Regions from separate parts of the Mus musculus genome. Here regions 1, 2 and 4 are each linked to region 3. A link is a contact called in public HiChIP or PLAC-seq and promoter capture Hi-C data. All regions are on one chromosome and are shown on one strand. The core of a region is the stretch at or near the end of the contact, and the rest is flanking DNA. Distances in the headings are between cores, read along the strand shown. Region 1 holds the start of Col4a3 (collagen, type IV, alpha 3). Region 2 holds the start of Rhbdd1 (rhomboid domain containing 1). Region 3 holds the start of Dock10 (dedicator of cytokinesis 10). Region 4 holds the start of Mff (mitochondrial fission factor).

Region 1 (6,113 bases), core at 205-2,704, 1.8 Mb after region 3:
TTTTAATTAATGTCCTCTTGTTATTTTACTAAAGAGACCCTAACTCAGTACAGCTAACCAAAATGACTGTGGTGGGAGTGTAATGTATGAGAAGAAATAAAATAAAATAAAGTAGTGACCACAAAGCACGTTTGCACAAAGAACTTGCAAGAGGTTCTACCATGCACCATTAAGTTTGTCCTCTAGATGTCTGATACAAGTGGTTTGGAATTCATTGGGCTCTGGAACTTTTAGATATTCCTCTGGAGACTCTAATGAATAGCCATGGTTGTATGTCATGGAAGATGCCCCTTTCACTCTACAATCTGAGGGTGGTGGGGCAAGGAGAGGGAACTAGGATGGCCAGTGAACTTGTACAAGAAAACGGAGACAAGTAAATGTTCGATGCTTCTTCATGGAAGCTGGGCCCTTTCTTCAGTGATGAGCGTCAGCTAACAGGCCACCGAAGTGCTGGTGGCTGAATTTCCACCCACTAATACGTTCATGACATTCGGATGGTTATCATAAGACCTTGTTCGCAGTTACCACTGTGATGATATTATGGTTGTTTTATGGGTGCCTTAAAGAGCTAGCAAAGCCATGTAATTATAACCCTCCGTGCCTGTTACTACCTCTCTTCTTTAGCACTGCGATGATAGTATCTAAGCAAAACTGTGATTTTACTGTAGCCTGTGCATTTGAAATGATACACTCCATTCAGTGTGGTCTGCCGCACGAGATAGTGTAAGAGCCCTGCAACAATGTACCCTACCAAGCCAGAAGTGACATTTGCATCCAAGGCCCTCCCAGGCAGGGACACCCTGGACCAGAGTTGGCTCTCATTTTCTCCTCCGTTTCCGCAGATAAGGTTTAGCCTGAAAAGCAGTTCAACTCAGAGAATAGGATGAGCTTTCTCTTTCCCCTCATCTGCCTCTTGCTCTTGGCATTTTGGAATGCCCAGACTGCCAGGACAGTAACTTGAGCTTCCAAATTAATCAAAACACATAGTGCCCAGTTCAAGCCCTGGCAGAGAAGCCCGGGAGCCAAGTAAGCTCTCCTCTGCTGACCCCAAGGCCACAACTTCCCCAGCCACCACCCCTTAGATGCTAAAATGCTTTTGGTCCCAGGCAGGTGCCCTGACGCTGGGGCGGTGCCTGTCTGAGGGCGGCTTACCTGGGGAGCAACCGGGCAAAGAAGGAACAGCAGGGTAGCAGGCAGACCAGACAGGCTCCTCGAGGTTATGGCTGGAGGGAATCCACCCGTGACCGTGACCGTGTTCCTCTCCCCAGCCTGTCCAGCCTCAGGTCTGCGTGCTGGCTGCGAGTTGAAGGCCGGCAGCCGATGGGCAGTCCCTAGAGCTGCCAGCAAACTTGGCCTCCGGAGTTGCAGACTCCCGCGCGCCTCCCGCTTAATCTGGGCAGGGCTGCTGGCCACTCCCCCCACCCTGTGCAGCCACCTCCCTACCGCACACCCCTAAATTCCTCACGTTGACCTGCACCCGCTAGGCACCGAAGTCCCAGGATCTCAGGGACATCACATCTTTCACTCTGACCCCTGGAGCTGCGCCCACCTGCCTGCTCTGCGGGCGCCCAACCTTTTCTCACTTCCTGGGCAAGATGCCCGGTTGAAGGGACAGTGCCTGGCGAACTGGGAGGGAGAGGGGACGAGGGCGGAACCTCAGCCACTTCTCCCCTCCCTTAGAGTCACAATCAAAAGCTTGGGTGAGGACAAACAGACCTCAGTGGGTCGAGCCCTTACAAAACTCGCCCCAGTGGGCCAGCAAGGCGAGCGTCACTGCGGGGCCTCTCCAATCTGTGTCCCGCCGGGGACATGGACGCCTGAGAACCCGTGGGTCCGGTAGGTCACAGAACACAGAAAACACCGGGACTCGGGACCGTCATGCACTCCAAGACTGCTCCAAGGTTCCTGGTGTTCCTGCTGCTTACCCTGCTGCTACTCCTGGCTGCCTCTCCTGTGGCTAGCAAGGTGAGTGCCTGAAAGGTTGTGCAGATCCCACCGCAGCAGAGCTATGCCTGTCTCCTGTGAGACAAGCCAGTGCCACTCACTAGGGTTCTGTCTTTGAGTCACTATCTGGAGGGTTGCTCAGCTGCGGGCTCCTCCTGAGTCCCAGGATGGGCTAGCAGCACACAACTCTGAGGAACAGGTGGAATGTGCTGCGCTGGAAGAAGTGGAGAGCCAGTTAGTGGTCCAAGACCCCAGGAGTCCCAGATAGAGGAACAAAAGCTTACAGAGAACAGAAAATGGATAGCAATAATTAGGTTACAGACAGGCAGATGATGATATGGATGGACCTAAGATAACTGATGATAATAAATATAATGTAAGTGATATAAGGTATATGATGATGATAAGCAAAAAGGCAGAGGTAAGAGGTATATAGATAATAGATGGATGATCAGATAGATGAGTTTGGTAGTAGATGGATGGATGGATGGATGGATGGATGGATAGAGAGGTAGGTAGGTAGAGATAGATAGATAGATAGATAGATAGATAGATAGATAGATAGATAGATAGATAGATAGATGAAAATAATGACCAAGGTTCTGAAGGTGTAATGTCAGGATGGTGAATGAATGAAGTGCACCAGCCTGGGAGGAAATTCCTCCTTGGAGTCTCAGCTCTGCTCCTTCCAGACCTCACCTTAACTCTGACTTCACTGGGGCTCAGTGTTTCTTTGGACTCTCTGGACACAAAAGCCATCACGGTTAAAAAAAAAAATCAAGACACAGAACTTACATTAGGATGAATTAAGCAATTTTGTGATGATTTTGGTTTTTATTTGGAATTTGGGTCACCCTGTGCTCACTTGAATCTACTCCATAATGCTTGGTTTTTTGCCACTAAAGATAAAAATCTCCTTGAAACTACGAGGAGCCTAGAAGGAGCTGGCTAGGTTTCAGTTTGTGAATCAGAAATTTAACTTTTCAGATGCTTGATGCTGTTTGTTGACTTGGGTGTGGTCTTGGGTATGGTGAGCTTCATCTCCAATGATGATGAGCAGGTGTCTCCGTCTTACAGGACCGAGGCTGTGACTGGAGATTAGTGTTCCCTTATGTGTCACCGGGGAACACTTTAAGGACCTATGGCTGCATTTACTCTGCTTGTTTCCATTGCACTTCCCTCTTAAGGGAAGCATTACAGGATCACAGCTAGGCTAACACTCCTCTGCATCCCATCCCTCTAGATTTCCCATTTCCCACAAATCACCCAGGCCCAGCTTTTTGTGGTGTTTCTTTCCATTTCTATGCACTTAGATCCACAACTACGGACCCACAGCAATATAGAGTTGTATTTTTAGCAGAACTATATTCAGATTAAATGTCTCCTTTGGCAACTTCCAGGCCTGTCTGCATCTGTGGTTAAGATCTCCCTCTTTCATCTCTTCACTTTCCTGCACAGCTTTCAATGAGAGCTAAAGTTAATTGATCTGGTCACCCACCGTTTCAGTCATGTGCTGGTGTCTTAGTGTCTTCGCCTTTATACTCCAAAACATTTTGCAACCTATATAAAGTGGCTCTCAAAAGACAATAGTTTTCAGGGTTAGTGAGATGGCTCAGTGTATGAAAACTAACAATATGAACTCAATTCCTAAATTGATTAAGAGAACCAGCTCCTGAAAGTTGCGTCTTTTGCCTGCCTATATTCACACAATACATGAAGAGTGAGTGAGTGAATGACTGAATGAAAAGGACTGACTGACCTAGGTGACTAAATACTGCTGGACAGGATGGCTACAACTCATGCAAACTGATGTGGATTCTCTAACAGCTTTATCAGAAACCAGTAAGTCATGTTATACAAAGGCCTAAGAACGTTCCAGAACAGTAATCATCATCATCATCATCATCTTTCCAGACTTAGAAGAAAAGCAATGAGGTTATGAAGGGACCTGGGACTCTCAGAAGAATCAAGGGGTGAGCTGGAGCTGGAGATGGTTCAGCAATTAAGAACAGTTGTGAATCTTTCACAGGATCTGGGTTCGAGTCCCAGAACCCATTTACAATCATCTGTAACTCAGGACCCAGGGGATCCAGTGTCTTCTTCTGGCCTCCATAAACACCAACACAGACATGCTCACATGCCTACATGCAGAGAGAAGACTCACACATAAAATAACAATATATAAATCTCATTTTTAAAATGTGGTACCCTGTGACCAGAGAACTTCCAGCTAATATCATATGCGATCATGTTGCAATCATGCAAGCTTGCGTGTAAAATTATTTCTGTTTTGAGTTTGGAGAGGTCAAACATTACAACTTAAGTTAATGACTACCAAAGTGACTCCATCTGCTCTGTCCCTATTGAAGCTTCAAGTGAGCCTTTGTTAAAAACATTCAGAATTATCATTCTCACTGCACCTTCTGAGGAAACAGAACCAGTGTCCTCAAAGATTACAAAATGATCCATATTACAGAGAAAAGATATCTCAAGTTAACTGGTACCTGCGTGACATGTACCAACACGGCTGAACCTACAAACCAGCTGTGACCTTGAGCAAAGTAGGCAGTACTCTGAATCTCAATCTTTGTATCTCTGACCTGGGAGAGTTGACACCTCTCCAGTAGGCAGCAAATAATGAGTGAAGTAGTAGGGGAGGGGACAATCTTCAGGCCCAACCAGCTGTTGACAATGTGGCCCAATGTACCAGCATCCTTCTAGGACAGACATTAGAAATCTAGTTCTTAGTCATAAATGTCTTGTACTAATATTAACAAGCAACTGAGTTCAATTTTACTCGAAGCAAAATAACAAGCAGGAAAAAATAAACAAACAAGCAAATCACTTGTGGATCAAACAACCTGCAAGTGAGAGATACATCCAGCGTTTGGGCTATCATGTGTCTAATCTCTGTGCTATGTTAGCTGGATGTCTCCAGCTGTACTTTAGCATTTCCCCAAACAGGAAACTAGCAGCAGTGCTGACCCTGCATGCCCTCCTTGGCCAAGGTAGAAACTGCCTGCCCACACAGTTTGTCCCCGAGTACCCAGGGAGAAGGACTTTGCTGCTTGGCTGAGAAGCCAAGGGCTGCCTAGCTGTTCACTGTACCTACGGGCTTACTGCTGCCTTCTGCTCAGTTCACCCATATCAAACTGGCAAGAGCCTTCTGCTGTTACTCCAGGCAGTGGGTGGGGAATGGCGATGGGGTGAGCATGCCTATCTCTGCCCCCTGGATAAGGTTTTACCAGAAAAGTTAGCATTCTCTTAAGTTCCAGGAACAACTCTAAGATGCACATAGCACACAAAGATGCTTTCTCATCTGAATTTATTTTCAAAAGCAAAACCTTCAGTTGGGCTAGTAAACATTTCAAACAAACAAAGCAGTAATGTAATGTAATAGCACAAATTTATTAACCCCTGAGACTAAGCAAATATTAATAAAACGTGGCTTGTTGTCTCTCAGACTCCCCGTATTAGGGGGAAAATACAGAATGTCATAATTCTTAACTCTGTTTCAGCCTAGGAGTATTCCATTCTCATGAAAGAGTTTGTGTTTATGCTCCACACAAGTGGGGGAGGGGTGTTTGTGTGTATGTGTGTGTGTCATGTTTTTTCAAATATAATAGTTTCATATTACACACTTGCTTTTTAAAATCATTGACTAGTATGTCATTGGATTTTATCCATATTGACATATTTTTGTAGAAGAACCCATTTCATAGCATTTTGGTAATATAAAGTAGGTTATTTTGTTAGCCCCTTCCTTACAATGTAAGCCAGGCTGCACACTTTTATTTTACAAAGTTGCCATGTGTGCCTCTCTGTGTGTAACATTGTGACAACTGGAATTGAAATTCCTGGGTACATAAAGAAGAGTCTGTTGCATTATTGTTACAGTAATTGTTCAGTATTGTTACATTAATCTACAGTGAAGTTACATCATGTTTACTTTTTCCTTCATCAATGGCAAAACTTGATGTGCTTGGATGTTAGTGAGTGAGAGAGACCTTGTTTTAACTAGTAAGCTTTCATCCGTGATTGCCTCTTTATACTTCCCCCATTGTGAACTGCCTGGACCACTTTCTGCTCCTGAGTCTGCTATAAACTTTGCCTTTGTCTTACTAAAATATCTAAAGTGATATGTGAATTTGGATATCAAACTTACGCTA
Region 2 (5,361 bases), core at 1,058-3,557, 1.6 Mb after region 3:
TCTTAGGGTTAGTGCGGGTGTGTGTGTGTGTGTGTGTGTGTGTGTGTGTAGTCTACTATTAAGTGTTGATAATCTTATCACGACACTTGGCCCAATTTTGCCCTGTTATAGTTCTCATAGCCGAATCATCTAATTTGAAAGCTGTTCCATAAGAAGGATGATAGACAATCTCTAATCAACGTAACCCATCTTTTGAAACAGTTTGAGTGTAATATATTTGATTCATTAGAAGCTGTGAGAGATAACAACAAACTCCTCCTTTACAGGATAATCCAGTTTTTTGGTACACTGTGTTGTTGTCTGGCATCTTTTCTCCTTCAGGGTGGATTCTGGAAGGTGGGAATGTCTATCTGCCTTTCTGCTAGTTTCCACCCAGTTATGAAATGTTCAAAGGAGGTAACCAAACCCCCAGTTTCAACACAGGCACCATATTTTATGAACATTAATTTGAGTCAAATGGCTAAGAATTGTTGCTTGTCCCTCAAGGGTTAGATACAATTTAAAACTGCACACCATAAATATATTTCATATACTAAATGGAATATGCATAATAATATCTTAGCTGACAAGTAAAATACTTTTGAGAACTTAAAAATTATAATTTTTACAAGGTAATGTAACAATGACTTGCTTTTCTACAAAAACGTTAGAGGACTTAGTCTGGCTTTGAGTCTTTAGTAATTTTAAGCTTTGTTTACATGTAAGAATTCTGACTGTCCCTCTATTAAAGTTTAGGCTAGGAAATTATTACCCAGATAATGGGAACTCCTGATATTCTTGCATCTATTTTCCAAGTGGAGAGATTACAGGTGTTTGCCCCTATGTCTGGTGAGGTCATTAAAAAAATGGTTTTTCTCTGTCCTCTTATATGCCAATGAAACATTTTACTCATATTTAAAATAGGATTAAAATGTTTTTTTTCTTTACTTTTTATGATTCAGGATGTCATATAGACTAAGCTGGTCTTGAAGTTATATAGCTGAGGCTGTCCTTGAACTCCCAATCTTCCTGTCTCTACCTTCAAACTGTGGGGTCATTAGTGTTCACCATCACAGCCTGCTCCCCAAGAACATTCCTAAGCCCTGTCTATTTACAATTGCATTTTTTTTGAGATTACTGATTTGAGACTTGATTTGCGGCTCTTTTAAAGTCACTTCTGCACTTAAAAACAAGATAATAACAAAAACAGTGTAAGTATAGAAAGGGGTAGACTGACAGAGAATATAAAGCAAGAGTATATTAATGGAATGGATGCATAGAATTGGTGGGAAGAACAAATAGAGACCTCTCCTTTTGAGAAATTGCATTCATGTTTTCTTCCTAAGGAGATATATTTCTACATGCAATTTAGTTCCCCCTACTCACTTGGGTTCCATTTCCAGGAATGCAGTTTCGCAATGTCAGTCTTGGACTTACATACCCCCCCACTTTTTTTTATACCTGAAAGGGGTTAAATTATAAGAATTCATTCTTGAATTTGCTAAGAATTTTGTCACTTGAAATTCTCATCTATATCTCCTAATAGTGTGGGAAATTTTCATTCAAATTCCAACTACAAGGGAAAATTTTTTAGGAGAATTTCTTCTGTTATACAATAGAAGATTAACTTTTGGGGGACTGGGAAGTTTTTAATATGCTAACTAGACGTGGCTACTAAGCCTTTTGGTAAATATACCTGCACCCAATTCATGCCTTGAAAAGGTGGAGCTCTCCTCTAATTACTAGAAAAATAATTACACCAAACATCGTTTTCTTGTAGGACACAAATGCAGCATTGCCTTTAGAAGAAGCTGCCCATGAAACTGGTTCCACGTTAGAAGGAGAAAATTGCATCAAACGACCTAAGTCACAAAAACCTTTTCTCACGAGCCCTTAAAGCAGTAAACAGGCTAAGCAGTGTGGCCTCGTGTTTGTGCTTGGGGAATGAAATGTACACCGTGGCCCTGTTTCGCCGGCCTACTTTCTGGGATAAGCAGCTCTCCTGAGGCCCATTGGGAACAGCTACTGTCTCCACCGTCCACTTGGTAGACTACACTGCACCGGGAAGAAACTTTGGCCTTGAGGGAGCTGGCCATAGGCGACTCATGCGCTGTGCGCGTGGTAAGTGATTATTAGTTAGTTATGGCTGTAAAAGCACACCGACACCCTTGTTGCTAAGGGTTGAATAGGATGAGCGCTACGCATTAGCTAGAGGAAGCCGAAAAGGCAGTACGAAGCACGGAGCATGCGCAGACTGCCGCTCCTTTCCCTAGGCCGCCGGAAGTGGAGCCTGCGGAATCGGCGTCCGTGCCGGAAGTTGAGTCTCCGGATTCGGCGTCCAGACGTAGTGACGCACGAGCGCGGGAGTACGTGAGGACGCAAGCGGGTCTTAGAGAGAGTGAGTTTCCGCGTCTCTTCAGCTGAGTGTATGGCATCGCTTTTGTGCGGCGTGTGTTGCGGCTTCCCGGGACCACGGATGGCGGGGCCGGGGCTGAGATCCGGGCCGCTGCGGGCCGGGCGGAAGCGCTGCTATGGGGCCAGCCAGGGTCCGCTGGGCGGAAGTGCTGCTTAGGGACCGGGCGGAGGAGCCGGCCCGCCGGGTCCGGGTCTTCTTCTCCCCTCCGGCCGGCCGGGATGGGGTCGCAGGGGCAGTCGCACCGGTACCGCTTCCCTGGCTCATGGAGATCTAGGCTGCCCGGATAGGCTTTTGCGAGGTTCCTCCGACTTCAGGAAGTTTGAGGCGAAGTTGCATCAGCTTGCACAGAGCTTGCAGTGGCAGGTGGTTGGGGGGGCGGCCACTTCTGTCTCAAACACACAGACCCATCCTAACCTCTGTAAGGCTGTCTGTACCACAGAATAGAGGACAGACATACACCCGAGGGACTTCACCTCTTCTCTTTTCACACATGCCTTTCCGTTTTTCCAAAACAGGCATTATTTAAAACAACAACAACAACAATAACAACTGTAATATCTAATTATTGCACGGTTAAGATTCAGTTGTCAGACTCATTTATAAAAGTCCCTTTCAGTAGCTTCATGACACCAGGTTTTCTTTGGGGGGGGGGGCATGGTGCCAGGTTTTTTGTTTTTTTTTTTTTTTCCCCCTCTACTTTTCATCCCAACGTCCTAACCTCATTTACCTTCTTCCTGCTTCTATTACTGATTCTGCTTCGGATCTTCTAGTGTTCTGGTACATTCCAGGAGAGCAAGTGCTCCTGCCTTGGTCCTGGGTTTGCTCTCCATCAACAGCATCTTCTGAGGGAATTGTTGGCAGTACAGATTTTAGTGTCATACCCCTTTGAGCAAGCCTTTCGGTCCATTCTAGCACTTCCGGGTACTGAGTTCGACGAATAACAGCGTAAAAAGTACTCACTCGTTATGGAATTTTATACATAATGAGGTTAGAGTAAGGTGAGGTATTTTCTAGATCTGGAATCTTGACCGAATCATTTAACTGTGACTTCATAGTACTAAGTGTTGACATGTGAAAACAAGTGGGTAGCAATAACCCATACAAAACACTCCAAGAGAAGTTACTAGACCTGCATGAAGAAAGCGCACAGGTCGTGGAGGAAGGACGAGGTGTAGGGTTAGAGAGCAGTTGGAGTGCATGATTTTATGACTGCTGCAAAGACTTTTATCCCAACTACTTATGAATAGTAAAAATTTAGATACAGGATAGTTATGGATGTCTCACACCTGTAACAGCAATGCTCAGGAGGCTGAGGCAAGAGATATCCTAAGTTTGGAGTCCAGTCAGAGCTACATCATGAGACCCTATGCAAACAGCCACATCAAGCGAGAAAGTTACAGCAGTCCGTTATGCCACTAATTTTATTTACATTGTGGTATTTTAGAAAATGAACTATTAGAAATTGTGCCAAGGTGGTTTAAAGGTCTTTGCCCTTCTTGTTTCTTCAACTTAGTTATACCTAAGTTTGTCCTGTAGTTTGGTAAAGGCCAGACCAGAGTTACAAAGAAGCATACAGTGGTGGCTAGCACCCCGCCACCAAAAGCTGTTTCTGTCCTTAGCTTTTGTCCCTATATATGGTATGGCTCCATCTTAGCAAAGAAGGGCTCATGTCCATTGGGGACGGTCACAGTTAAGTGGACAGGCTCCCAACGGGATGATTTTTATTTTATTTCTCCAAATTACTACATGGAACATTTTCTAAGAACTATTCCTTTCTCCAACGGTTCACCTAGAGGAAGAAATAATCATTTGGGGTCTGAAGCTACTGTTCTTGAGTCTAGGCTCATTACAGTGTTAAAAAGGGTCAGTGACTAGTGGTGGCCTGTGTAACACATAGCTTTGACTAAAGAGCACTGGTGCCAAGGCCATGCTGAGACTCCAGAATATTATGGGCAATAAATTGTCATGTAAATATATCACTTGTGATACCTGTTTCTATCCATAATAGTTAACCTTACCACCAAAGTGATACTGTCCCATCATGAAGCGATTGTTTTTCAGAGACTCCTAATGTTTTATTATTTTCTGTGTAAGATAGATAGATAGCTGTGGTTCTGGGTCAGGCAAGCCCTGCTTGAATTCCTCCCTCTGTGTATTGATTATGCCCCATAGACAGATTAGCTTCCTTCCAGTTTTAATTTCTCCTGTAAAGTAGAAGCTACCTAAGTTAAATGAGATGCTGTGTTAACTGTTACTACTACATTATATGTTAGGTAATGTCTCTTTTTGAAAGGGGAAGATATAATGTTTAACATTTAATTCTGACTGCCCTGTTAATTTCCATCTTTTGTTGTTGTTGTTTTTTGTTTTGTTTTTTTTCTTTTTTTGGTTCTTTTTCGAGACAGGGTTTCTCTGAGTAGCCTTGGCTGTCCCTGCCTCTCAAGTGCTGGGATTAAAGGCATGCTCCCCCACGCCCGGCTAATTTCCATCTTTTATGTACTAGGTTGTTTTATGACGTGTTCACTGCTTTTTAAGCGATGGAGATGCTGAACCAAAGCTTTCCTAATCTGTGAGGAAAAAGCAAACACTGGAGAAAATTACAGCTCAGCGTGCCAGAAGAACACTAGTTCTCTCATAATCAGTGATTTCTAGACGTTGTTTTTATAGTTTCCAAATTAGAGATAATTAACTTCAAACTATCTTTGATTGTCCTATGGCCAATTTCATTTGATACAGTCAGCTGTGTCATGTGATGCTGTTATGTTATAGAAGATACTTCTGTAAATAAATGCATAAAAATGTTATTAACCCTGAAGTAATTTTTTCAATACATATGCTTTACAATAGAACACAAGTGTGTTCAACTTTTTAAAAATGTCAAAGTTCTTACTTTTTTTTTCATGCTTCTACATTTAACTGTGAGTGTATGAATGGCATATGCATAAAGGCATTCATAGCAGACCATA
Region 3 (6,097 bases), core at 880-3,379:
ATTTATAAAAATTCCATTGCTGCAGAAACGTTATGAGAATCCACTGCAAAACAAGACACAAATAAAAGAAGCCATGCTATTGCTTCGAGGTGGATGCTAAACCTTGTTATGTTTTTACAAAGAGTCCCTAAAATGAATTAATGGCAAAGCAATTTTAACATAAAGCAAATGACAGAATAACAAAAGCACAAACCTAAGGAATCCCCTAAGACAGTGTTCTCAACCTTCCTCATCTTGAGACCCTTTGATACAGTTCCTCAAGTTGTGGTGACTCCTCCACCCCCAACCAGAAAGTTACTTTTGTTACTACTTCATATCTGGAATTTTGCTACTTTTATGAATTGTCAGGTAACTGTGTTTCCCAAAGGTCTCAGGCAACCCCTGTGGAAGGGGGGTCCTTTGAACCCCAAAGGGTCAAGACTCAGAGGTTGAGAACCACTGCTTTACAAGGTAAAATTACTGTCTTATGTGTGTCTGATTCTGTAATAGCTCCACCCGCTTTTCAGAATGGCCCGTTTTTGACAGTTTGTCTGTTCTTCCTTAAAAATATGCATACAGATATCAAAACCACAGGCTGGCACTGTCAAGGGATTAGGTAACAGTTGAATTGTCTCTGGCAGCTGCATATTGCAGCCAGTGGTGAGGGAAAGGGAAGGAAAGGGCAGCCTGGCTACCAGTTCTTTTCACACTCCAGGCTTCCCCATCCCCCACCCCCACCCCCCACCCTCTGTGCATTTGCTGCTCTGGTCCCTCTGCCAGGCAATTTGCTTCCGCTCTGTTCAGCTTCCCGACCTCTGGCTTTAAGAGAGGCTTCTGGCTGTGGGAACTGGCTCTGACCAGATCTGGCTCCCTCCTCTTCGGTGACTGGCAAAGGCAACACTTTGACACTCTTAAATAGGGTTGTTTAATTCCTAATGGTATTTACTGGCAAAAAAAAGGAAAATGAAACCCACAACGAGGATTCTGGTCCAACAAAGTCAGGCCAAGAGCTCCGTGGCTGAGCCCCACTCTTGCTGGAAGGCTACTCCCTACGGGCTACCCATTTCTACCACAGTTGATGTGCGCTCCCTGCTTGCTGCTTTCATCCCTTAGTGTGACACCTACTGGAATTTATGAATATCTCGTGATGCACGGGTATGATTTGGGCACCTGATGCTGGCTTTTGCCTCAGGGACTTCCCGCGGAAATCACCCAATACTTAGAAGGCATTTCGACAAGGAAGTAACCAGGGGAAACCTTCTGGAAGGAGATTCCCGTGAAATCGCTTCAAAACACACCAGAAGCCACTGGCTACTTAATAACCCACGTCCCCTTCATCCCAGTTTCCCCCAGCTCTTTCTGCAACAGTATAAAGTGGCTGGTTGGGTTCCAGCCTGTGGGGGGAGGGAGATCTGTGCAAATTGCAGATTTTCCTCACTAGATAGAAGGTGGGGGTTTCAGCTTTGGTCTGGCTGAAGAGCTAGCTCACTACATCTTTTCTAGGTTCCACGGGGAGGAGAGGGGCGCGCAGACTTGTGGATCTACAGGTTCCATCCATTTAGCTCCCCCCACCCCTTTATCCCGCCCCCACCCGCCGCCCCAGGTCCCTGTCACCCTGTCACCTTGAGCCAGACTGGATGCATTCCCGCCTCCTCCACCCCCCTTAAAACGTAGGCACACGCTCTCCCACGCAGCTGCTCATCTAAGCGTCCCGCGTTCCTAAAGTCCCCCAATGCGCCTCTGGTCCTTAATTCTTTGGTGACACTGCTTGGAGGAGGTGACTCCGGGGTCGCTCTGTGGGGGAGCGAATTCGGGGTGGAGGACAAGCTAGCTCCCGTGCAGGGGCTCACAGGGCTGGCGACAAGGCCTGTCTGGGGTCCCTGGGCAAGCCCCGCCGTGGCGCGAGGGACGCAGGGCACTCACCCGCTGCTGCTGACGGCTGCTGACGGCCACCGCGGCGGCAGACGCGGCGCTGTGCCGGAGCTCGGCCGCCTGTCCCGGTCTCAGCAGGCTCCGGGTGAACCTGCGGGTCCGCTCCCCGGCCATCGCGGGCCGTGCCGCTCGCGCCTCGGCCCCGGAGCGAGTGTGTCCCGCCGGTCCCCTGGCCGCGCCAGCCTGTTCTACCCACCCGCCGTTCAGGAAGCGGAACTCAGAGCCTTTCCCCCCCTCTTCCCCGCTCAACTCACAAGAGGCGGGTTTTTCTCGCGCGCACCCCCACTCTGCCCACCCCCTTCGCTCCCGCTCAAGCTCCGCGGCGACTTTGCAAACTCTGCGCCTCTCGGGCGGCGCGGCCAACTCTGCCTGGCTAGGGCGCATCTGCAGCGGGACGCGCGTGGGGGTGGCTCCACCCGCGCCGCCCACCCGCGACTCGGTACTGATGCCGGGCTGCCTCTGCTGGGACCTGCTTACCGCCCTATTCTCAATCCGATGCTCATAGAGGGTTGGGGATTTGGCGTTTTTTTGAGGATCAGACCTACATTCTGAGGTTAGGAAGTGGAGAAGGGTTGATCTTAGGTATCCTGTGCACCCTTGGAGGTGGGTCAGAGGTTTTATTAAGTAAGGATCCCTCTGGTGGCTGGGCCCCTTACTTTGAAGTCTCTAGGGGACCCAGATTCCTTACTTGGTCTTGGGATAGTCGGTGTGAATTCACACCTTCCGCCAATTTTTCCTCAACTGCGTCCCTACTCTATACCAGCTACACTGCTCTTGTAAATAAGACCATATAGGATGGTTTACCAAATGCCTCCTTAACTTTGCATACTAATTTGAATTAAAATCTAGTGTCTATCTGGGTAATGTAAGGGATTTCAGGGTGGAAATTAGGATGAATAAGAACTGCTGTTGGGTTACAGGGTAGGGTGAGTAGGACAGGGTGGGTGGTTCTTAGTCTATTTTTCTGCTTTCTTATCAAATCCCCCCCCACCCTTGCCTCGAGCTATCTGATTAAAGTATTCTAAAATTCTTATCTGGAGTCACATGCAGGGTGGTTCTCTGCCCAGTGTGGGTGGGTGAAAGACCAAGGCTCCTGGGAGAGCTGTGTGGACATTCTGGATTTCTTAAGGGCCTTTTTGTGGATCTGTGGCCTCTGGATTTTCTAAAGTTAAAAACATTTTTTTTAGCTTGTGGTGTGCCTGGTGTTTCTCACATAGTAGGCTAACAGGCTCTCTTTGAGGAAAATCTGGGTTACACACAGTGTGACTCTGTCTTAACTTTTTGACAAACTGTAACCATTTCCCCCCCTGTTTTAGAATACTGTCTGGTGTATAGTATAACTGAATAACTCATGATTATGCACGACTCTCAAAGGCTCAGGAAGTCTGAGGCAGTCAAAGACTTGAGTGCTGAGGCAGGAGGATGGCAAGAAAAGAAAAATGGTCTAGAAGCAAAGACTGTAGTAACAGAACATGAGTCATAGTGTGTCTTGGGTACAACAGTTCAGGTTTGAATTTATTTTGCTGTGTTGAAATACTCTGGCTAAAATCAACTTGAGGAAGAGAGGATGCATTGTGCTTAGATCTGGGTGCTTTCAGTTCCGTTCATCTTATCTTACTCAGTCAAGGTCCTGATGCTCAGGGGTAGTGATGCCCACAGTGGGCTGAGCCTTCCTATATCAATCATCAATCAAGACAATCTCTCACAGATATGGCCACAGGCCAACTTGATAGTGGCGGTTCTCCAACCGAGGGTCATTCCTCCTTCCCAGGAGACTCTCGGTTGTGTCAAGTTGAACATGAGCAGAGCAATACACTGAATAGCACATGCAACCATGTCTTCAACTGCATCATGTATCAGGAAATCACTTTTAGTTTTATTCTTGACACCAGTTTTACCCTCTCCAGCTCTGGGAGGTCACTACCATCCGCTGGTATGGAAGGATTTGTGAACGAGTGTGTGTGTGTTTCCTCTATCCATGTCCCAATAATGTTGTGAATCAACTGAGAAGGAGGACGTAGAACTTGTATTAGAGTGCATCTTGGGTACAGCAACAGTTGAGGTTTGAACTTATTTTGCTGTGTTGAAACACTCTGGCCAAAATCAACCTGAAGGGGAAAGGACTTACTTGGCTTACACTTCTAGGTCACAGTCACCCATGGAATTGCAGATACCTGGGAGTAGAAGTCAGGATCCTGCTTACCACCGTCTGTCTCCTCTTCCTAGCAAATTTCCAGTCATGTTTTACAAGTTAGTGACTCTGTTTGAAACGGAGCCTTTTGGAAGCAGAAACTTCAGTGAGCTCTGTACTGCTTGTCAGAGTCAGAGCCCTTTCACAGTGGGTACACTGTGAGTTGCTACTGAGTGGCATATAAACATATACATATACACATACAAATACATATACATGTACACGTACACATACACATATACGTGTGTGTGTGTGTGTGTGTGTGTGTGTGTGTGTCCCTGGTACCCTTGGGAGCCAGTAGAAGGTATCATATACACTGGAACTGGAGTTACAGATATTTATGGGTAATGAAAAACAAACCCTTGTCCTTTGAAAGAGGACTCAGTGCTCTTAATAAATGAACTGTCTTCCAGTCTCACCTTTTTATGTTTTTTTTTATGTTAAGAGATATCATTATAGGAACACAATCAGTATGGTTCTGTATCTCTAAAATAAGAGAATTTTTAAAGATGTTGAATATTGTATGTGATGGTCTTACTGTCAGCTTGATGGGATTTGGAATCACCATGGAAACAAGTCTCTAGGCAGGTCTGTGAGAAATTATCTAGATGAGGTTACTTGATGTGAAGAGACCAACCTGAGTGTGGGCAGTACTACTTGCCCCATGCCACGGGGGGTGGGGTGGGGGGGAGGTCTCAAACTGAGTGTAAAAGACAAAACAAGCTGAGGACAGCATTCATCTCTCTCTCCTTCTTGACTATAGATGCAATGTGCCTAGCTTCCTCAAGCTCTGCCATGACTTCCCTGCTCTGAGGAAGGATACCCTTAAAATGTTAGCCAAGTAAACTGTTTTTTCAGCTAATTTGGTCCAGATATGTTGTCACAGCAACCGGATAAGTGATATATTGTTGAATAGTGACCAAAATGTGTGTGTTGTAGAGTTAAGTTAGCATCCCCTAGCTTTGCTGGGCACAAATGACTGCATAGGTTGTAATCACATACTTTCAGGTCATAATTCTCGTCTTCCTCCTGAATTGTTATAGATCAAAACCTTGTAGCAGAAAGAAGTGACCCCAGTCAGTAGTCACTCACGGTGTACCAACTGTGGAAGGGCTCAGATTCTGTGACAAGCATTACAGAGCTCACTGAAGTTTCTGCTTCCAAAAGGCTCCATTTCAAACAGAGTAACTATTTTGTAATGCATGACTAGAATTTGCTGCTAAGAGGAGGTGGTAATATTTTGAAGATGACTCTCTTAAGACCCATGGCAATATTTTATGTTCCAGTAAAATTATCTTAATAATAAAGAGTTTCTTTCTTCCTTTTCATCTACAGTTTCTTTTTTCCTTCTCTCCTTCCATACTTCCCTCCCTCCCTCCCTCTCTCCTTCCCTTCTTCCTTCCGTCCTTCCTTCCTTCCTTCTTGCCTCCCCAGATACTCATGTTCCTTATCTGAAGGCTTCATTGGCTTTCTTAAGGCTTAGGTAGCTCTTATAGCCTGCTGTGATAAAGGTCAAAGCTTTATAAATTAGAAAAATACAATTAATATTTTCTCTTATCATTTTACAAGACTTGGCTTAGGGCTAAAATTACTAGTCATATGAGTAAGACATGGATTAGGATTTTTTTAACCACAGTAATAAGAATAGAAAACTGTACCTGTTTTATTTTACATTATTGTGACATAGTTGTACAAGCTGGGGGTAGGGCAATAAGCAATAATTTTCCATGGTTTCTGCTTCAGTTCCTGCCACAAGTTTCCTGTTTGAGCTCCTGCCCTGGCTGCCCTCAATGATTGAGTGTAACCTGCAAGCTGAAAGAAACCTTTTCATCCTCAGATGGCTTATGGTCATGGTGTTTATCAGAACAACTTAAATCAAACTAGAAAAATTCCTTCCCTCATGCATAAAAGACACCTGAGAGGGAATTCTGTAGCATGCTATTTAAATAGAGCATTTTGTGTGATAGGTATACAAATGTCAGTTGAAATCATTTT
Region 4 (5,339 bases), core at 2,413-4,912, 2.0 Mb after region 3:
GCTGATGTCACAACAGCTACCCTTCATTTGCTCATAGGCCCCTTTCTTCTTCTGTCCTCTTATCAGTATTTAAAACAGGTAATACTGGACACCTTAATGCCCAAAGAAGCCATATCAACAGTCAGTCATTTGTACTTCTAAGAGTGAGCAATAAAATACAGCCCGTGCATAGTACTTCCCAGATGTTTATGAGTAAATTATACATTTAAAATTCAATTTCCTATGTGGCTGGAGAAATGGTTCAGTAGTTCAGAGTGCTGGTTTCTCTGCAGAGAACCCAAGTATAGTTCTCAATACCCAGGTCATGCAGCTCAGGACTGCTCAAAGGGACCCCGCTGGCCTCCAAGGATACCCACATATAGGTGGCATTCAAGGATACCCACATATAGGTGGCATTCACTAGCACAGGCACTGCCACATAAATACAAATAAATCTTTCAACATTTTTAACTGATTAACAAAACGTTTGTTTCAATTTTGGTGCTTCAACTTTGGAGTTTCACAGTGTGCTAAAACAACCAACTTGTCAATTGTTCTTTTTTTGCAAGATAACACATTATTAATTTATTTATAAAAGTATTAAAAATGTTTAAATTTGAATTTTATTGTTAATTTTACAAAGGTTTTCTATATTTCAAATGTAGCTTGCTACCACTAAACTTAATTTAATATTCTTCTCAATAACCACTTGAAATTTATTTAAAATATATCAAATATTTTATATTGTTATATCCTGACAAAATTATAATGTATTACAATGTACTAATATTTCTGTAAATATAACTAAAGTTCTATTGTTTTGTCAAAATAAAAGAAAAGGAACAATTCTATCATATTTTGGGTTTTTTTTCTAGTGGAAGATAGTTTATTTTGGACTGTAAAAATAATAGTCACTATAAAGCAATACACAACTTTGAAATTAAGAAGAATATCAAAGAATACTAATTTTCACCGAAAATAACCATCAAATTAAGATAGTAAGAGATAACTATAGTATTCTGAATCTTGATGCCTAAAAAAGTAACCTTGCCATAAACGAGAAACAGTAACTGAAGAATGTCTGAGTTGAAAAGGGGAAATAAGGTAAAACCTATCAGGGTTTAATCCCTAATGGGAAACCTAAGTAGCAATGGCTAGAAGTCATGCATCAGGATGAAGCTAAACTAAGTGGATGAGATTATTTGGTTTTATATATTATGAGGTTATAGAAAAAGCCAATGGCATTAAGTCACAAACAGAAATGTACACATGAGTGAGAGAAGAAAAGGAAGACCCATCATGAATCTATAATACAGGACACAAGAAGGAATAGACTTCCATGTGCATGGAAGAAGCACCATTCATGCCACATAACTTTTCATTTAAGACTGTATCACACACTATTAGGTGCTCTGACATTCTATGAAACACTGTCTTGTTTAATAGACTCACATGATGCCCAAAGATAAATGATAAATCAGGGTTACAGAAGAAGACCTGGGTTTGATAACTGAATTATGGATCTTTATTTAAAAGTCATTTCAAAACTTTGAAAAGAAAGGGCTAGGGACAAAAGAAAAAGAAGTCTGCAACATTTAAGAAGTGTAAGGGAGCAATAAGACCCTTGATAGGTTATTTCTCTGCTGCTGCTGAAATCAACCCATTTAAACCAGATTAGATTAGATTAAAGACAGGTTTATTGGGAAGATGCTGTCCGGCAAATGGGTGAGTTCACTGGTGCCAAGGACTGAGGACAAGGAAGTTGCCATGGGGAAAGGGAGGGATAAGAGAGAGAAAGGAGAGAGAAGGGGAAAAAAGGAGAGGGAGAGGAAGAGGGGTGAGAAAGAGGGATGAGTGAGAGGGAGAGAACACATTTAAAAGTCTTGATAATGTATGGCTTACCTAGCTTATCCATACTTACCCCCAAAGGCCTTGACTTGGAATGACAGGATAATGTTATTTAATCTGTCCGTAAAGGAGGATTACTTGTCACTATAAATTAGCAGGACACACCACCCACAGTAGGCCCCTTTGAAATAAAGATTATTTTGAGACAAAGACACTTAAAAAGTGTCTTCTCACATTTTTACAATTTACTACAATGGTCAGCTTCTGATACAGATTATAGATCCTAAGAACTTCTTTGTGTCTTCATTTTTCAATATTCCAACATACAAGCAAAAATTACTAATTAAAAGTGTATGCTTCCATTCTGTTCACCTGCTGTTTTATGCCAATTTAATTGGGGTCTCACTGAGACCTTCAGAAGGTAAAGGGAAATTTTGCTTATCTTAAACCAATATTAGGAAGGACACACAAGAATGAAATTCAGAAAGTTTGACACATTATTTTGAAGGAAAATAACACTTCTGGGGGATCATCTGAGATTTTCTTTGTTTGGGTTTTTGTTGTTGTTTTGAGTCAGGGTTCATTGTGTAGTGCTGGCAATCCTCCCACCCTCTTACTTCTGGTTCCTTAGAACTGTAGTTATAAGAATGAGCCAAAGATTGACTTTGGAAGTATTTTTAGATTCAAGACTATATCACTTGAGTAAATACTCTTCCTTTGCACAAGGGAGTGAGAAATTTGTTCTAGAATCACAGCTCATATCCACAAGCTTATGTCTCTTATATAAAATTGATGGTTGCAGATAACCTATGCACATCCTCACAAACACTTAAAACTGTTTCTAGATTACATATATTTAAACCAATATAAACATGTTAGACTCTATTAGTAGGAAATAACCACAAGAAAAAGAGCATGTATGGGCCTGGAGAGATGGCTCAGTGGTTAAGAGTTCTTCCAAAGGTCCTGAGTTCAAATCCCAGCAATCACGTGGTGGCTCACAACCATCCGTAATGAGATCTGACGCCCTCATCTGGTGTGTCCAAAGAAAGCTACAGTGTACTTACATATAATAATAAATTAATCTTTTTTTTTAAAGTATCAAGGTGTTTACTGTTTAAAAAAAAAAGAGTGTGTATGTTTGATATAGATAATGACACAGGCCTTCCACTCAATACTTAGCTGAGGCTGGTCTGGAACTCTTGATCCTATAGCTTCTAGCTCCTAAGTCCCTAATACTGGGATTTCAAGAGTGTGGCACCAGGCTCAACTATAATATGGAACAGATTGTAAAAAAAAAAATTCTTTAACCCTGGTTGGTTGTCACCAAGGATGAGAAACAGTGGGTGAAGTTGCTAGGTTATGAAAATAGAGGCACACGTCGTATTTCCTGATTTGGCTTCCCGTCTATCCTTCTATGAGCAAGTATGGTTCTTGCCTTCCAGAGGGGAGCCACAAGTTGGGTGTTTAGATTTGAAAGAGATTTCTGACCCCTACTATCTTGAAACCCAATTCAGCTTCCCCTTTTCTCGGATTCTTAATTTGTAAGTTTTAGGGAAATCACAATTAGACTGCTGAAGAATTACTTCCAATATTTAGTTATATATGCAAATTCGCGGGCCACCATAAGAATTTTTATTCAGGCGTTCCTTTAAAACAGGTTACCAGTTTACCTGCAAACGCAAGGTTCTTAAAGATCGCAAAGTCTAGAAACCCCCTCAACAGGAATCACCTGAGACGGAAGTACTTTGCCCACGACAAAAATGGCTCCGCGTCGACGTCTCAGGAGCCTGCATGCAACATCCGCCCTTCTCTCGTCACATGACCAGAAACCTACTTCCGCTACGGCTCCTGGAAGGGGTCAGTCCTGGCCGTTCTCGCGTCTGTCCCGGCCCGTCGCGGCCGCTCCGCCGCTTCTTTGCCCGGGCGCCTCGGTGCGCTCGGTCAACGGCCTCTGCGAGCGCTCACCCGAGTGCCCCGGAGCCGGCGGGCGGCGACCCTCTCTCCGGGGACTCTCCAGCAGGCCCAGGGTGAGTGCTCTAGTCTCCCCAAGCAGGACTCCGGGCCTAGCGCCGCGGCAGTGACACCCCTCTCCAGACTGGGCGGAGCGGCCCCGGCCTTGGCCCGTCATCAGGTCCCTGCCCTGTAAATATTTGGGACCGGCTTCTTCACCGTTTCTACCTCCGCATCTTGTTCTGTGAAACAAAAATCGAATTTTACTGACAAAACGAAAAACACCTATTAGTTTGGGGTTAGGAAACGGAAGGAAGCCTGTGAGTTTGGATCTGGGCTTTTTCGGGCATCTCTTCCACGGGCCCAAGCACCTCGCAGTTTGACCTTGAGTCTGTCGCGTTTAAAAGTAACTCTTTGTTTTGTGTAAAATCCGTATAACTAAAGGCCTTTGGGAGACCCCGGGCTGGCCATAGCATCCTTGCTCGCTGGAGGCGTTGCGGGCTATACCCCCGCACCCCACGCTAAGCTGGGGTCCAGGTCCCCCATAGCCCCTGACCTCCATTTGCTAAAAACTTGTCATTGCAAAACAAACAAGCAAACAAAAACAAGAAACAAACAAACAAACCAGCGTCCCAGTCCCACTAGCTCAGGAGCAGGACGCATTTTCTGGGAAGAGCAACGCTGTCTCTGAATTGGTGGTGCTCTCTAATTCCAGAAGACTAAAACTTGTGCCCAATAATGCTAAGCAGGCCTCCCACGGGGAGCCAGTGAATGGGGATGCCCTTTTTCCCAGGTGAGAAACATTCCTTTCTCCCTCAGTCGCTTTGGCTACTAATGAGATTCCCCAAAGAAAAACCTTTAGGGAAAGTAGGACCATTGAGCCCTATTTAGTATTCTGAGCGCAACTAGATTGCTTGAGGAGGGGTGTGTATGTGTGTTTATATGTGGATAACGGGTTGTCTAATTTTTGGTTTCGAGGACCTGTGAATTGAGATAGCTCCTCAGTGGTGTCTCTGAGTACATGTTTTTTTACTGAACTACTGGAAGGAACTGTGTTAGCTCTCTTCCTGTCTGATAGGGCTGCCTCATTTTAGATTTACAAAGTTTCTTCTGTTACTCTCTCCTTGCTGTTGTGACATTTTTGTTGTTAATAGATACGGGGGGGGGGGGTCCCTTTAGTAGGTTTTTGGGTTGTTTATATAATTCTAGATGTGAGCCCCCTGCCATATGACTACCCAACAAAGATCCCGTAGAATCTCTCTACTCTTAATTTCTACAGAAAGTTTGTATGTTACATGATGCCAGTTCTTGCTGGTGTTTCCTCAGCCTCTCGGAGCCCTTTGCAGAAAGTCCTTGCCTGTGCCTGTGTATCTTCAAGGTTTTGACTCAGAGCTTCAGCAGTTCTTAGATTAGACCTTTGATTCACTGCGACTTAATTTTTTTAAATAGTTTTGGTTTTGTTACATATGTTTATATGCGTACAGCAAGTTTATGGTTCAAAGGTAGTGAATATTAATTAAGGGTAAATAGTCCCTTAAAAATAGATTTGTGTTTTTAAA

Evidence for each region. Promoter capture Hi-C pulls out the DNA fragments that hold promoters and counts their contacts. HiChIP or PLAC-seq counts read pairs in DNA pulled down with a chosen protein or histone mark.
Region 1: a contact with region 3 is called in a promoter capture Hi-C map of hippocampal neurons, with 5 times the contacts expected there. The contact joins the promoter of Col4a3 here to the promoter of Dock10 in region 3. A contact is called at or near these places in 6 of 39 promoter capture datasets (the 3T3-L1 cell line, cranial neural crest, embryonic stem cells and 2 more).
Region 2: a promoter capture Hi-C map of pre-B cells shows a contact between it and region 3. The contact joins the promoter of Rhbdd1 here to the promoter of Dock10 in region 3. A contact is called at or near these places in 6 of 39 promoter capture datasets (the C10 cell line, the HPC-7 cell line, cranial neural crest and 3 more), 2 of 115 datasets of contacts at active chromatin or transcription factors (large pre-B cells and stem cell-derived neural progenitor cells) and 1 of 9 other capture datasets (embryonic stem cells).
Region 4: a contact with region 3 is called in an H3K27ac HiChIP or PLAC-seq map of thymic regulatory T cells, with 9 times the contacts expected there. The contact joins the promoter of Mff here to the promoter of Dock10 in region 3. A contact is called at or near these places in 5 of 39 promoter capture datasets (the 3T3-L1 cell line, 3T3-L1-derived adipocytes, hippocampal neurons and 1 more) and 2 of 115 datasets of contacts at active chromatin or transcription factors (the 230-238 cell line and thymic regulatory T cells).

The regions. Positions count from the first base shown.
Region 1 is chr1:82,585,467-82,591,579 of GRCm38.p6, forward strand. Col4a3 (collagen, type IV, alpha 3) reads left to right here and starts at 1,455. Exons shown (of 52, transcript NM_007734.2): 1 at 1,455-1,965. The coding sequence starts at 1,879. Col4a4 (collagen, type IV, alpha 4) reads right to left here and starts at 1,383. Exons shown (of 48, transcript NM_007735.2): 1 at 1,153-1,383.
Region 2 is chr1:82,314,272-82,319,632 of GRCm38.p6, forward strand. Rhbdd1 (rhomboid domain containing 1) reads left to right here and starts at 2,308. Exons shown (of 7, transcript NM_029777.3): 1 at 2,308-2,377.
Region 3 is chr1:80,756,424-80,762,520 of GRCm38.p6, forward strand. Dock10 (dedicator of cytokinesis 10) reads right to left here and starts at 2,130. Exons shown (of 56, transcript NM_175291.4): 1 at 1,903-2,130. The coding sequence starts at 2,025.
Region 4 is chr1:82,721,228-82,726,566 of GRCm38.p6, forward strand. It overlaps Mff (mitochondrial fission factor), which reads left to right and starts at 3,663. Exons shown (of 9, transcript NM_029409.3): 1 at 3,663-3,857. C430014B12Rik (a long non-coding RNA gene) reads right to left here and starts at 4,694. Exons shown (of 4, transcript XR_865578.3): 1 at 3,560-4,694. It overlaps Col4a3 (collagen, type IV, alpha 3), which reads left to right. Exons shown (of 52, transcript NM_007734.2): 52 at 1-832.